Regions from separate parts of the Mus musculus genome. Here region 1 is linked to region 2. The links are chromatin contacts, called in public promoter capture Hi-C maps. All regions are on one chromosome and are shown on one strand. Each heading gives the region's core, a stretch centred on a gene start, on an enhancer-like site or on the middle of the called end of the contact. The rest is flanking DNA. Distances are from core to core; before and after follow the strand shown.

The links. Promoter capture Hi-C pulls out the DNA fragments that hold promoters and counts their contacts.
Region 1: a promoter capture Hi-C map of the HPC-7 cell line shows a contact between it and region 2, with 2.8 times the contacts expected there. The contact joins the promoter of Ccin here to the promoter of Olfr156 in region 2. A contact is called at or near these places in 3 of 39 promoter capture datasets (the 3T3-L1 cell line, the HPC-7 cell line and stem cell-derived epiblast-like cells), 2 of 484 Hi-C or Micro-C datasets (both in cortical neurons), 3 of 115 datasets of contacts at active chromatin or transcription factors (T-cell acute lymphoblastic leukemia, embryonic stem cells and memory CD8 T cells) and 1 of 9 other capture datasets (liver).

Annotation. Positions count from the first base shown.
Region 1 is chr4:43,982,052-43,989,495 of GRCm38.p6, reverse strand. Ccin (calicin) reads right to left here and starts at 5,992. Exons shown (of 1, transcript NM_001002787.2): 1 at 3,963-5,992. The coding sequence starts at 5,901. The coding sequence ends at 4,135.
Region 2 is chr4:43,818,807-43,826,087 of GRCm38.p6, reverse strand. It overlaps Olfr156 (olfactory receptor 156), which reads left to right and starts at 4,655. Exons shown (of 1, transcript NM_019474.2): 1 at 4,655-5,753. The coding sequence starts at 4,729. The coding sequence ends at 5,685. Gm30318 (a long non-coding RNA gene) reads right to left here and starts at 2,934. Exons shown (of 3, transcript XR_390510.3): 1 at 2,594-2,934; 2 at 1,464-1,620.

The DNA.
Region 1 (7,444 bases), core at 4,743-7,242, 160 kb before region 2:
ACAGCACTTGGCTTTCCTCAGAGTGAGGGAGGCAAGTGGGAATGAGCAAGACGGAAGCCATGATAATTCGTAAACAGTTTTATTGAGAAAGGATTTACATGCTTCATATATATTCAAAGTTTTTTTTAACCCACCAATGATGTGCAATTACAATTGTTAGGACATTCCTATCATCTCCAGAGGAAGATCATACCCTCTGACAGTAGCTTCTTCAACATCCCCCGCCCCCAGCCCTGGGAAACCACAGTCTACAGGATCTCACTCTGCAGGCTAGGCCTGCCTGGAACTCCCTATACAGCCCAGGATGACCTCCGACTCCTGATGGTCTTGCCTCCACTTCCCAAGGACTGGGATTACAGGTCTGTGCCACCAGCCTGGCCATCAACTGGAGATTTTAACCTTAAATTCAGCAGGTGCTTGCCAAGTCTGACAACTTAACTGGTTCCTGGGACCCATATGGAGGAAGAAGGAAACTGACTCTTGAAGATGGCTCTCTATGACTCCCACAGTGCGTGTGTGTACGTCACCGGCATTGGCTTATAACATACTCTTAGCAAGTCTGGGATAATCTAACAGAGGCTGACAGACAGACTTCATTATTCTGTGGTCTGAGCTGATACACTACAGCCTCAGTCTCAGCTGTTATCTTTGTTTTATCCTGTTTTAAACCTTTCTTGCCACTCAAAAAGTAGGGAGTTCAAGACCAACTTCATAACAAGATCCTGCCTCAGATAAAACCCTTTTGATAGAAATAATTTCTCCAATAGCAGATAAGTACAGAAAAAGTTAAGATTATTTATTAACTTTCATCCAATAAACTCAAGAAAAAGTGTTCATTGTCTTTGATTCTTTCCTTTACATTCCGATCACAGCTTCCTCTCCCTCCTCTGTTCCCAGTCCTCCCTCCCTCCCTCCCTCCTACCCTCCTCCCCTTCCTCCCTTTCTCCTCTGAAAAGAGGAGGCCTCCCATGGATATCAAAGCCTTGGCATAACACATTGCAGTAAGACTAAGGCATCTTCTATTGTGGCAGACAGGGAAAGGGATTCAAAGGCAGGCACTGTAGCCAGAGACAGCCCTGTTCTTTGTCTTTAACTATCAGAGAAATGCAAATCAGACAGTATATGTGGGTGGAGGCCTGGGGGACCCGAGCCCTCAGAGCCCTCATCCTTGCTGTGGGAAGTGTCAGCAGTTGCTATGGGAATCAAGTCCCTCATTTCCTCAATTGGCCTGGACATACCCTCCTCGGTGTTCACCCAACAGAAATGAGAACATAAACTGTCATAAAAATGTGTATAGTAATGTTCAAGTCAATATCATTCATTATAGTCATATGATTTCAAAATAGAAATCATCCAATGTTTATCAGCCATGATGGTATAAGATGCATAGCATGCCTTATAACAGATGAACATCAAAAACACAAAGCTAAGTCGGAGATGCCAGATCAGATACACAAACATCTCATGTATGTGAACTGTCCAAAACAGGAAGATTCATAATGACAGAAAATAGACCTGTGGCTGCCTAGGGCTGAAGAGGTGAGGTTGGCGGTCCCAGCAGAGAGTGACAGGTCTTTTGGGGGGTGGTTATTTGACACAAAGTCTCACTCTACCTAACCTAGAATTAGGTAGGTCAGGATGGCCTTGAACTCCTGGCAAACTCTTGCATCAGTGTTGGGGATGCTAGACCACAGGTGTGAGCCATGATGCCCAGACTCAGGGTTTCTTTCTGAGACAGACTATATTCTAAAGTTTTAATGGTGATTGCAAGGCTCTGTGAGGAACTAAGAACCATATTAGTTGTATACTTTAAAAGAAAAGATTTATTTTTATTATTTTTATGTATAGTAGTACACCATTGCTCTCTTCAGACACACCAGAAGAGGGCACCAGATCCCCCTATAGATGGTTGTGAGCTACCATGTGGTTGCTGGGAATTGAACTCAGGACCTCTGGAAGAGCAGTCAGTGCTCTTAACCACTGAGCCATCTCTCCAGTCCCAGTTGCATATTTTTAAAATATATATATTATTTGAGATAGGGTCTCAGTGTGTAATCTCAGATGGCTTAGAACTATGTAGACCACCAGGCTAGTCTCAAATTCAGAGATCTACTTGCCTCTGCTTCCCAAGTGCTGGGATAAAAAGCATTTGCCACTGTGCCAAGCTATCTTTTCTTAAGACAGGGTCCCCATGCAGTTCAGGCTGGCCTCAAACTTGCTATGGAATTTGTGAAGGACCTTGAAATTCCAATCCTCTCATCTCCAGGAAACACTGGCCTTAGAGGTGTGCACCCCTGAACCCCGAAAGCTGCATACCTTTTGATTAATTGCTGGGCTTTTGTTTTGTTTTATGCCTATTGGTGTTTTGCTTGCACGTCTGTGTGTCTGTCTGTGCACCATGTGTCTCGTATGCAGTGACCATTGGAGCCAGAAGGAGGGAATCAGACCCTAGGTCTGGAGTTACAGGTGGTTGTGAGCCACCATGTAGGTGCTGAGAATGGAGCTTGGATCCTCTGCAAGAGCAGCCAGTGCTCTTAACCACTGAGCTGTCTCTCCAGCCCTCAGCCCCTTCTGAACCAGGGACTCCCCCTGCAGCCCAGCCTGGCCTGAGACTCATTGTGTAAGCCTGGCTCATCTTGACTGCTGAGATTATAGGCAGGAGAAACTTGTCCCACCAAGCTGTATATTTTAAATAAGTTCATTATAGGGAGTATAAATTATTTCTCATAAAGCTTTTAAAAAACAATTCTATTGCATTTCTGAATAATACAATTTGGACCAAAATATTCCAATTTTGAATTCCAGACTTTATACCTGTTATCTAAAGGAGAAATTTAGAAAAACACTGGGGATTCTTTAGGTAATTGGTTTCTATAAGAGGACTTTCTCGACACCAGGTTTTACCCTTCAGTGGCATCCTGAAGCAATGGATCTTGGAAATCTTTGGATGGAGCAAGGCTTATCCTTTAACAGGGTAATTCTGAGTTGGATGTGGGAGCACACACCTGTGATCCCAGCACTAGAAGCTACAAAAGAGGCATTAGGTAAAGGCAGGGGGTCATCCTTCCGGGCCAGTCTCAGCTACACAGTGAGTTCCCAAGGGGTCTGAGCTACAGAATAGGATCCTGTGACAGAAGTCGTGTGTGTGTGGGGGGTGGGGTGGGGGGGGTGTCCTCAGCACAGTGCATGCAGGGGACTATCTGTCCTGGGCATTCCACTCAGTAAGACTCCACACTTACACTATTAGTTAGGTGGTCTCACCATATCTCTGTTACCGAAGAGGAAATGAAGGCACAGAGATATAAGTTAATTTGCCCAGGATAAGCTAGTGGGTTCTTGAGCTGGTACCCGAGTTTACCTCCCGATCCCCATTACAGCTTCACTCCACTACTGATCTGGATTTCTTTCTTCTCCCTTTACTGTAGCTTGTCCACCCCTGATTCAAACCTCACATTCCTGAGAACGTTCTCCGTGAACCTCTCCAACTAGAAGCAGTGACCATTGTAAGTAATCCTCAACTTCCCCCGAGATGAGACATAAACCACCCTAGGTGACACAAATACAACAGGCCATCGACCCTGCTTGTCCCTGGACTTGCCCACACACCTCCTTCCTCCCCAGCCTACAAGGCTACTCTCCTGGGCTTAGGAGAGGTCCTTTCCTGTCTCCCAAGAAGACCTGAAGCAAACACATGCTGGAAGAGCCCATGCCATCACTACTCTGAGCAGAGATTACTATGCTAGCAGATCCCTGAGAGGTGACTACAGGGATTGGGGGTGGGGGGGGGCACCACTCAAACATCCCCTAGCCCAGAGTCTGGGAGGAACTTCAATCCCACAACCACCAAGGATTGTTTTTCCTGACTCAGTTTAGAGACCTCCAGAGCTGGAATAACAAAATTAATTAACTAGTTAATTAATTAATCTACCCACTGTAGACCACCAACCAGAGACCCCATCTCTGCTAGTTACCTCCATTGAGATATTAACCCTGAATCCTATCCATCAGGAACATGTGTAGCCCCAAGCATTGACCCCCCACTAAAAGGAATCCAAAGTCACATTCCTCCCTTGCTTTCTGTCATTAAATTGTGAATAATAATGCATTTACTTATTCTCCCACTTAAAAAGTTGTTTAAATTCTTTGAAGAATCTTGCAAGGCAGCTTGGCTAGACAGCAGGCAGGACAGTCCAGTGCCTCAGGTGGGCAGGCAAGGGTCTGCCATTCACCTATCTTTTGGTCCAGCAAGTAAGCATTAGGATTGATGGTGTAGTCCTTGGTCTGGACATCGCTGGCTGTGGTGACACCCCCACATACAAATACCTTGCTGTCTCCAATGGAGCAGATAGCATGGGATACATCCAAGGGACAACTGTTGGGCAACAGAGGTACTGAGGTTGTCGACTTGTTGGCCTTGATCTTCTGTAAGTTGATTTCCACGCTCTGCCGGTGGCTGTGTACACGAAGGATGTTGTCCTGATGGAACGAGAGCAGGGGCCGGTGGTTGAATTCGATGGGGAAGGTGATACACTGGACCACTTCCCCCGTGCAGGTGTCAAAGCAGTCCACTACACCGACCCGGGAGATGTAGCCCTTCACCAGGCATCGCCCAGTGACAATGTACAGGTTCCGGTCACCCTTAGTGATGACTGCTGTCCCGTCCATAGGGATGCTCATCTTCCCCGCCAAGCACCAGGCTTCCTTGCGTTCATCATAGCGATAAATGTTAGAGACGTACCGGCGTGGGGCAATGCTCCCACCCACTGAGTAAACTGTTCCCCCGCAGGTCACCATGGTGTGGAAGACAAGCCCAATGGGCAGGTCAGGTAGCTTGGTCCAGGAGTTGTCGTCCATGTCATACCGCCACGCTGTCTTCAGTCCTGAAATCTGCTCAGTGGTGCCACCGGATATGTAGATGTAACGGCCAGCAGCAGTGGCACTGAGCGCGGCTGCCCGGTATGGCATCTCTGAGAGCTTCAGCCACAGGTTCTCCTGGATGATATAGGCAAACACCCCATCGTTGAACTTACCGTGGGCCTTCTGGCCACCCAGGATGACCACCGAGTCAAGCAGGGCCCCTTTCCGCTGGTAGCTCAGCAGGCTGCACGGGCGCTCCTGCTTGCGGTCCATCAGGACACTTTCGATCAAGGTCGCGTGGGCAGAGTTGTTCTCCAAGCCAACCAGCTTGTTGCTGGCAAACATCAGCGTCTTGTTGGAGACCGCATTGAGATTGATGTAATTGAAGAACTTCTTGAAGTATTTTTCCCGCTCCTCCTTCCGGAAGTACACCCAACTGATGAGTGCGCTGAGCGCCTGGTCCTCGTTGAGCACGTGGAGGTTTTCATCCCGGAGCAGGCGACCGAAGATGACGGGTGGGCAGCGCATGAAGTGCATAGAGCCCTCGGGACTGGCCCAGAAGTGGAAGTTGTCACGAATGCCAGAGTAGGCCAAGTCTGATACTTCTTTGAGCTCGAACAGCTCAGCCAAGAAGAGGTAGCGCAAGCAGTTGACGCGGCGAATAGACTTAATAAGGAAGTCATTGCAGTGAATCCGAAGGCGTGGGGTATTGAAATACTGTGCGCCCCGGAGCAGCTCCTCCACGTTCTGCTCTGAGATCACCACTTTGCCGCTGTAGAAGTAATCCAGGAGCTGGTCCACCGTGGCTGGGCTCAGGTAGTTGGGGTCGATGGTGATGTAGAGTTCATCGGTGGTCTTCATGTCGTTGCTGGAGATGAGGCTTTTCACTAGTGGAGAGACGGCAGCCAGCACGTTGCGATGTGCGAAGAAGACATGATGGTCCACAGTCAGGGCCATGTCCCAGTACTCTTTACGCTTCCTCTGTTTGTTCAGGTTTTGCAGCACAAAGCTGTTGTAGTTTTTCTCTGTGAATTCCAGTTTCATGGTGCTTCTTGTTGGCCGAGACAGAAGATTCGTAGCAGGTACCGGAGGGCAGACTTTTCCAGGCCTTTGGGGTTTGTACTGATGGTTGTTTGCAGAGCAGCTGACCAGAGAGGAGTGGGCGTGGGAGAGAGGGTGACGTCATAGAATGGATGAGGTCATCATAATGTAGCCCCCTCCCCGCCCCCAGGCCTTTCTCTCCCCAGAGCTTCAGAGGAAGCTCTGGAATGGGGCCACGGTGTCCCCCTGGGCCTTTCAAGTCACAGTCCTCGGCTTCGCCGGGAATGTTCGAACTGGTTTGGGTGGGGCAGAGAGCAGCTGTGGAGAGGGAAAATTTAGGGTGGGAGGAGAGGTTACCATGATCTAGAAGCCTCCCTTTTAACCAGAAGGCTGAAGTCCTGCTGAGGAAGGACTCCCCCTGTCACAGAGGCAGTTAGAGGCAGAGCAAACCTGGAACTCCCACAGTGTGGGGCGTTACAACCCTTTCACCCCTTCAGGAAGTGGGGACCAGACAGTTTTCATGGTTCAATTCTTAGGCCCTGAAGGCCCTTTTTTCTACCAAGGTTCCTGGACGTCTGAGAAGACAAACCCTCTGGCTTCTGATCTCTGTAGTCAGAATACAGTTTTCATGGAGAAGTGGGTGACACTCACTGGAGCAGAAATGGAGGGGCCAGCCAGCCCTAGGAAGATGGGAGGACTTGGAAACGCCAGTACCAGGTTTCCAACCTCCCATACCAGGTTTGGAAACTTCCCATACCAGGTTTCCAAGTATCTAGTAAAATGCTGGGGAAATGCCTGATTCGGCCTCTCCACTCCGAGTTTCTTAGACCAGTTCACTCAGGCCTCAGATTCCTCTTCTGTGAGATGAGAATACTCGCTTCAAAGTGCAGCAGGCACAGCGCTTAGCTTACAGCAAACGTTCCAATAAATGCCAGTTCTTGTTTCTTAGTTGATATAACCACAGCTGTGGGCATCCCCGAAGCCCTCGACGGGTTATAGGAGCCTGCTTCGGCCGCACGGTGGCGCTGCAGGGTCACCTCCTGGCCAGAAGCACGCCGCCTCCGTGCTCAGCTTCTCCAATGGCGTAGAGAGGAAACTCACCCGCCCCGGGGCGTCCCTTTCTGCCTGCTTTGTCCCGCCTAGGGCTCCTTTGTGTAGGAGCGACTCTGAAACTCATACGTCTGGACCCGGGGCTCACAGTGTGGCAGACCCACACCTGTTCTCATTTTACAGATGTGGACAGAGCCCGGCAATGGTGTATGACCAAAGCCACCCTGGGACCTCTTAGGAAGAACCGTGCCATATGGTCACTTGTACTGGTCAGGAGGACCTGACTGCAGACCCCATCTCCACTGTGGGCTCCAAGCCTCACTCCAGACCTTCTGGTCCTCCTGAACGCCCCTCCCAGAGTGACTGTCAGCTCCATACCCACCACTCTCCAGCCCTCTTGCTGGCTTGGATTCTCATTCATCTTTCCATCCCACACCTAGCCTTTTCCTTATCTAGGAACTTGGTAATTTAAAGTTTGTTTGTTTGCTTGTTTGTT
Region 2 (7,281 bases), core at 3,406-5,905:
TGTTTTACCTGCACCTATGTCTGTGCATCCTATGGTTCCTGGAGCCCACAGAGGCAGAAGATGACATCGGATCACTTAGAACTGTAGTTATAGGCCATTGTGAGCTGCCATGTGGGTCCTGGGTACCACACCAAGACCTTCTACAAGAACATCAAGTGCCCTCAACCACTGGGTCATCTCTCTAGCTCCTTAATTTTTTTTTTAAAGAGTAAGAATGCTTCGGTCTCTGTGAGCCCTTTGAGCCCTGCTTAGCTGATGCTGTGGGCTGTGTTTTCCTGGTGTTCTCTACCCCTCTGGTTCTTACAATTCTTCCTCCTCATCTTCTGCAGGGTTCCCTGAGCTCAGCTGAATGTTTGGCTGAGGGTCTCTGTATCTGCTCACAACCACGGAGCCTGCATAGGTCTCCACCAGGCCCTCTGCGTACAGGCCCTGGTTCTTTAAGCTCCTAACAATCGGAGTGGGGATGTTCTTGAATCTTTTGCCTGACGGTGGGACCTTTTTCTCTTACTGGGTTGCCCTGCTCAGCCTTGGTATGAGGGTTTGTGCCTAGTCTTACTGCATCTTGTTATGCAATGTTCAGCTGGTATCCCTGAAAGGCCTGCTCTTTTCTGAAGGAACAGTGGGTCTGGGGGTGAAGAGAGGTGGGGGTGGGGGACTGAGAGGAGGGAGAGAGGGGAAGCTGTAGTCAGGATGTATTTATTGTACGAGAAAAGAATAAATAAACATAAACAACAACAAAGAGTCCACCAGTTTTAGAGTCTGGTAGGAGTATGGGAAGGGTTGGAGGGAGGGTGCTTTGGAGGAGTGGGGGGGGGGGGAAGGGAAGGAGAGAGTGATGTAATTCTATTTGAATTAAAATGTATGTTTTAAAAAGATTAAGGATGAAAAGACTTCTGCCAAAGGATCAGAGTGAAGCATCGGCTTCTTCCTAACATTTGAGGACAGCAATTTATTTTAATATTTGCCTTTAATGGAGCCACCCAAACCATTCAACGGTAATTTTTATGAAACTACACCTTTTCTGCCCTCCTTTAAGCTCAGGGTGTGTAATTTATTTATTTATTTATTTATTTAATAGTGTGTGTGTGTGTACGTGCATGCACATACGCACACACACATTTTGTTCAGGGCTTAAATTGATGTGTGTGGTGCACATACACATGGAGGCTGGAAAACAAAATCTGGTGTCCCTCCTGAGCCACATGGTCCCCCTTATCTGGGACACACCCTCCCGGTGACATGGAGTATGCCAAGCAAGCTATGCTGGTAGGGCAGCGAACCCTATAGATCTGCCTGTCTCTGTCTCCTCAGTACCGAGATTTCAAGTGTGAGCAACCGTGCCAGACTTTTCTGCGTCAGTTCTGAGGATCAGACTCAGGTGCTGTTGCTTGCAAAGCAAGCAGATTACAGACTCTGTCATCTCCCCAGCCCCAGATTGCAAAGCTTAAACTAAGTTGAAGTACCTTCAGGATTGTCAGTCAGCTCAAGGAGGCCTCTTTGTGCTGCTTACAGCCAGGAGGAAGAGATGCACGGCCCAGCCTGCAGCTTGACATGGGCAGTGGGCCACCATGCTTTAGAGGAGATGGCTAAAGCTAGTTAAACAGGGTATGGAGAGTGCATCTGTTTAAAAAACAAAACAAAACAAAACAGAAAACAAAAACTTACTCCCACAGTTCTCCAAACAGTGACTGCAGATAATAATCTATAAATTCGAACCCTTCCTGCCCCCTTATCCACACATCCCTTTGCTGGCGGGAAGGGCTTCTTTTTCATCCCCAAATCCTTAGTAGCTACCCCAGAGCCTACGTGGAGCCAGAGGACTTTGGGGCAAAACAACCCTCAGCTCTTAGCCTCCCAGAGCTTAAGCAACTGCCTGGAGCGTCAGAGCAAGTGTGGCTGCCTCAGCTGAGGCGAGTCATCCCCCTCTTGTGGTCAAAGCACAGTTAGGCGGTTGTTATTCCCCTGTTCCTGGGAAGACAAGCAAACACAGGACAGAGGGCAGGAACTGTCTTTTACATTCCTTAACAGAAAGAGTTCAGACTCACAGAGAAGCGTCTGCAACTCTTTAATTGGATTTGTGGAACACAGGCCCTAAATTCCTGTGAGGCCTTTCGGCAAACTTTAAATTGCATCTGGGATTAAGACTGGCTCCCAAACAACTAGAACACTAACTTTTCCAGGATACTTGATGGGCCCTCTGGAGGACCAGGTAAAGGGCAGAGGACAGAAAGCACAGAATACAGGCTAGACAACTCTAGCAGCTGCTGGCAAGTGACACCTCCAGCTGTCTTTCCCTTGCTTTTTCACTGGACATGGGGAAAGGCAGCTAGCGCAGGGAGCAACCCGAGCCCCTCCCCCACCACCACAGCCAACCATATATTCCTCTCTCGATGTGCCCTCTGATAGGACGAATATCTCCCAAGACATTTAAACAGAATCTCTGTGTATTCCAGGCCAAGAGACAAGGCTGGGTCAGGCAAGCACCAATATAAGTCATTGAAACCATCTTTTTTTTTTTTTTTCCCCAAGCCCAGAGAGCTTCCAGCACCCTCCTCAGCAGGAGATCTTCTGCTGGGTGAGCTCCCATCCTCACCATGGACTTGTCTGCCCAGTGGACACAGGCAGGGCTCTCTCTGTGGCCACAGCTTCTTCAGGTAGGCGAGAGGAGGAACAGAGATGGGATCGGAGAACAGATGGACTCCAAGGCTAGACCTTGGTTCTGGCTTCCACGTCTCTCGGGTTCTTCATAGAGGAAAAGGAACAGGTATACCTAGGATGTCTCAGCTGGGGTGCAGGGGTGAGGTGGAGTGAGGGCCATTGTAGAGGGGCAAGAATAAAGGAAAAGTCTCTGCTTAATGTTAAGCTGACTGTCTAATTATCAAGGCTGACGAGAGAATGAGAGGTGTGAGCTATGTATCAGGTGCTAAAAACAACCGGGAAACGGTTTTTCTGGACGACTCATACAGTAAAGGAAGAAGAGAAGGCACTTCCTGCCGCGGTTCACACCTCCCACGCATAGTGCTGTACCTGCCATGGCTCACACCTCCCATACACAGCTCTAACATCTCTGAAAACTTTCTCCTCAACTATTCCTGATGCCTGCGGTTCAGCCCTGACAGCTGCACGAGGAGAGCTCTAAACTGAGTTTGGTTTCTCTCACCCATCTTCCCCAGCAACAGGGTAATAGTAAAAGAGAGTCAAAGCCTGACTACGGGGCAGATTTCTTAGAGGAAGATTTGGTGCATCTATTGTCTAGGAATGTCCTAGGGAGGGTGAGAAGGACAAGAGCTGCTCAACTGGACCTTTACATCCTCAGTAGACACAAATGCTGGACAAGAACATGCAGTGATGAGGGACAGGCTAGGGGGAGAGTGGAGAACCATCTGGGCCAGCCTATGGTTCTGTCGGAGCTTCAAGTTCCTCATTGTTTTAAAACATCTCTTCTCTCTGTCTGTCTGTCTGTCTGTCTGTCTGTCTGTCTCTCTCTCTCTCTCTCTGTGGTGTGTGTGTGTGTGTGTGTGTGTGTGAGTGTGTGTGTGCACGCACATGCCTGTACACAATCACATGTCATGGTGCTCATGTGGACGTCAGAGAACAACTTGAAGGAGTTGCTTCTCTCTTTCCATCTTTTGGGTCCCAGGAATTGAACTCTACTCAGGCTTGGTGACAAGCCTCTACTCACTGAACCATCTCTCCGGCCCCACTTTCCTAATCTTTAATGTGAGAAGTCAAGGTCTGAGGCTTTCCCTAATGTACAGGTCTGCAGTTCTTCCGTCCCTGAAGCACACGGTACGCATGGTTCTCTCCTTGCGCAAGACCTCGGTAAGCCTGGAATTGTTTTCCCTACTTTGGAGAATGCATTGCAATGGAACTGCAGTGCCTTTCATGGTCAAGTCAGGTACAGCAGGGTTTGAGTTAGAAGCTGCAACTTAGAAAACTTCTCCAAAGCACAGAGTCCAGTCACAAGGTATACACAGGAAGACACAAGAGACACTTGTCCTTTCATAGGTACGGAGCAGCCTGGTCCTACTGTTGATCTATAGGAAAGGCAATAAGGCTATACTTCTGTAAAGACCACCATGTCCAGCAGCCCCCAGACTCTACTGATAGTGCAACCCAGGGACAGCATCCATCAAATTCACAGGAAATGAAGGACAGGCACCATGCAACAAACAGAAATTCTGGCTAGACTCTAATCTGCCTGGCTACCGTATTCTCTCTGTGTGATGCTAACTTATCATCATAATGTCACTGTAAGGGCTCAGAATCAGAGTGACAGGAGTGAGGGAGACCATGCCAATAGCTAACATTACTAAGAGCGACTTCGGCCCAGAAAGGGGCAGGAATGTTTGGGACAGGCAGAGGCAGCGAGATTAGTCCATGCCCCTCCCCTCCTCTGGAGCCGTGTAGCATCCTACAGTCTCCTTCTTCATGGTTTTCATGTAGTCCTGCATCCATGAATAGACACACCCCTTCCCCCAGGCAGGCGTGCTGGCTCCACTGGCCTGACTATATCGCGTCCCTCCATCTATCTCAGTTGGCTACCAGAGGCTTTTCCTGCTTGAACCAATGCGTCCTGATCTCTCAGGCAAACTAATAGAGAATTGTATCCCTTCAACACTGACTTTACATTTAATTATACGTTCTAGAACCATGCCCACATCCTGATCCTGATGAGCAAGTGCTTGCTGTCCTCTGCTCTCTCAAGACGGGAAGAGAACATGCGAAATGGAAGGAGCCAATCAGTCTACGGTAGCTGAATTTGTCTTGCTGGGGTTGTCAGATCACCCAAAGCTGGAGAAAACCTTCTTCGTGCTCATCCTGCTGATGTACCTGGTGATCCTGCTGGGCAACGGCGTCCTCATCCTGGTGAGCATCCTCGACTCCCACCTGCACACGCCCATGTACTTCTTCCTGGGGAACCTCTCCTTCCTGGACATCTGCTATACTACCTCCTCGATTCCCTTAGTCCTGGATGGTTTTCTCACCCCCAGGAAGACCATCTCCTTCTCGGGCTGTGCCGTGCAGATGTTTCTCTCCTTTGCCATGGGAGCCACGGAGTGTGTGCTCCTGGGCATGATGGCGTTTGATCGTTATGTGGCCATCTGCAACCCTCTTAGATACCCTGTGGTCATGAACAAGTCTGCCTATGTGCCCATGGCCGTCAGCTCCTGGGTGGCTGGCGGTGCTAACTCCTTGGTGCAGATCTCCCTTGCGGTGCAGTTGCCTTTCTGTGGGGACAATGTCATCAATCACTTCACCTGTGAGATCCTAGCAGTCTTAAAGCTAGCCTGTGCTGACATCTCCATCAATGTGATCAGCATGGGGGTGGCCAATGTGATTTTCCTGGGGGTTCCAGTTCTGTTCATCTTTGTCTCCTACATCTTCATACTCTCCACCATCCTGAGGATCCCCTCTGCCGAGGGGAGGAAGAAGGCCTTCTCCACCTGTTCTGCCCACCTCACCGTGGTACTTGTCTTCTATGGGACCATCCTGTTCATGTACGGGAAGCCCAAGTCCAAGGACCCATTGGGGGCAGACAAACAGGATGTTTCAGACAAGCTCATCTCCTTATTTTATGGGGTGCTGACCCCCATGCTGAACCCCATCATCTACAGCCTGAGGAACAAGGATGTGAAGGCCGCTGTGAGGAACCTGGTAGGTCAGAAATGCCTGATTCAGTGATAGTGAGGAAGGAAGTGGGTTACTTCCCCGTTCAGTGCACACAGGGCTTGGCTGGGAATGGTCAATCATTCAGCATAGCCTTGATGGCTAGCCCTGAAGATCAGTCTGGACTGAGTTCTTCGTGAGTGACTGGGCTGGACCATGGACTCTTTAGAATCAAGACACTGGTTGTACAAAATATCCTAGAACCAAGAAAAAGTGCTATGAAAATTAAGTGTTCTTTGTACACTAACGAAAAAAGCAATAAAAACTGAAAAATAAAAACTGAAAAAAAATACACTTCTCTCTTTGTCAGTAAAGTCTAGTTGGGGTGTGTATGTCAGGTCCTTTTTTCCCCTACTGTACAACTGAGAAGAACTCAGTGCTTGTTTTATTTTTTTATTTAGACTCCACGCTGGTCTGGAATACATAATCTCTCTCCATGCTTAGCCCACTCACACCACTTCCAAAGTTTCTCCCTCACCCTCTTCAGTCAGTCCCCACCTCTGACCCCATGGAACTCCTAAGTACATTCTAGAAAGTTTTCTTTTCTCTATAAATTTCGGATAATAGAGTATGTATTTACTTTTACACCTGATCTTCTTTTCTTTTCCACATTCATGTTTTAGATATTTTATCTAGTGGTAACATATATTAACAAAAAGGGGCCATGAATTCAAGAGGGAAGCATGGGAGGGGAAGGGAGAGGGGAAGGGGGAGAAGGGGAGAGGGAGGGAGAGGAGTAGACATGATACAAATACAGTATACTCATGTATAAAATTCTAAAAAAAAATTCAAAAATGTTTGATATATCTAAAGCAGAGTTCGAATGGAATGTTAAAAATTTAAATATATGCCAGGATTTATGACCCAACTTTTCACTTTAACAAGCTAGAAAAATAACAAAGTAATCTAACGTGGGTAAAAGGAAATTATTCAAACAACCACTGCAAGTAGGAAAGGGGCAATAGAAAACACTGACAAACCCAAACAGACACTATAGAAGACAGCAACGTTGACAAGTCCCTTGTATGACTCAGACAGTGATAGAAAGATGGACAGAGAGACGGATGACTGACAGACAGTACACTATCAAAATCAAGAGTGAAAAAGAATTACTGATGACTTACAGATATCAAATGATAGTAACAAGAATATGACTAATTACTTTAGGGACATGAAATTTAACAATTTAAACGACATGCACAAGTTCTCTGAAAAAAAAAATCCAGTTTACAAAACCATTAAAAGAGGAAACGGAGGCATTTGAGTTCCTGGTAGCTGAAGAGAGGAGGCTTGTGTGTGACCATCCAGACAGTCTGTTCCACTGACAGCCGGCACCGTAGAGAGGACACCCGGATGCCTCCGAAACAGGAAACGGAGAGGTCGTTTTAAATAGAAAATAGCTGTACAGCAAATGTGGAATAATTCAATGGTGCTGCCTAGAGGAGCCATAAAATGCTGCAGAAGAGCTGAATGAGCCTTTCAGGTGGAAGTTACATCACTAAAATGTCGAGAGAAATGAGGACACTAAGAGACTCCACTCACGAAGCTTCAGAGGGGAACAAGAACTCTGTTAGGTCATGGGCGAGAGGCTATTCATGAGACTGCAGTTAA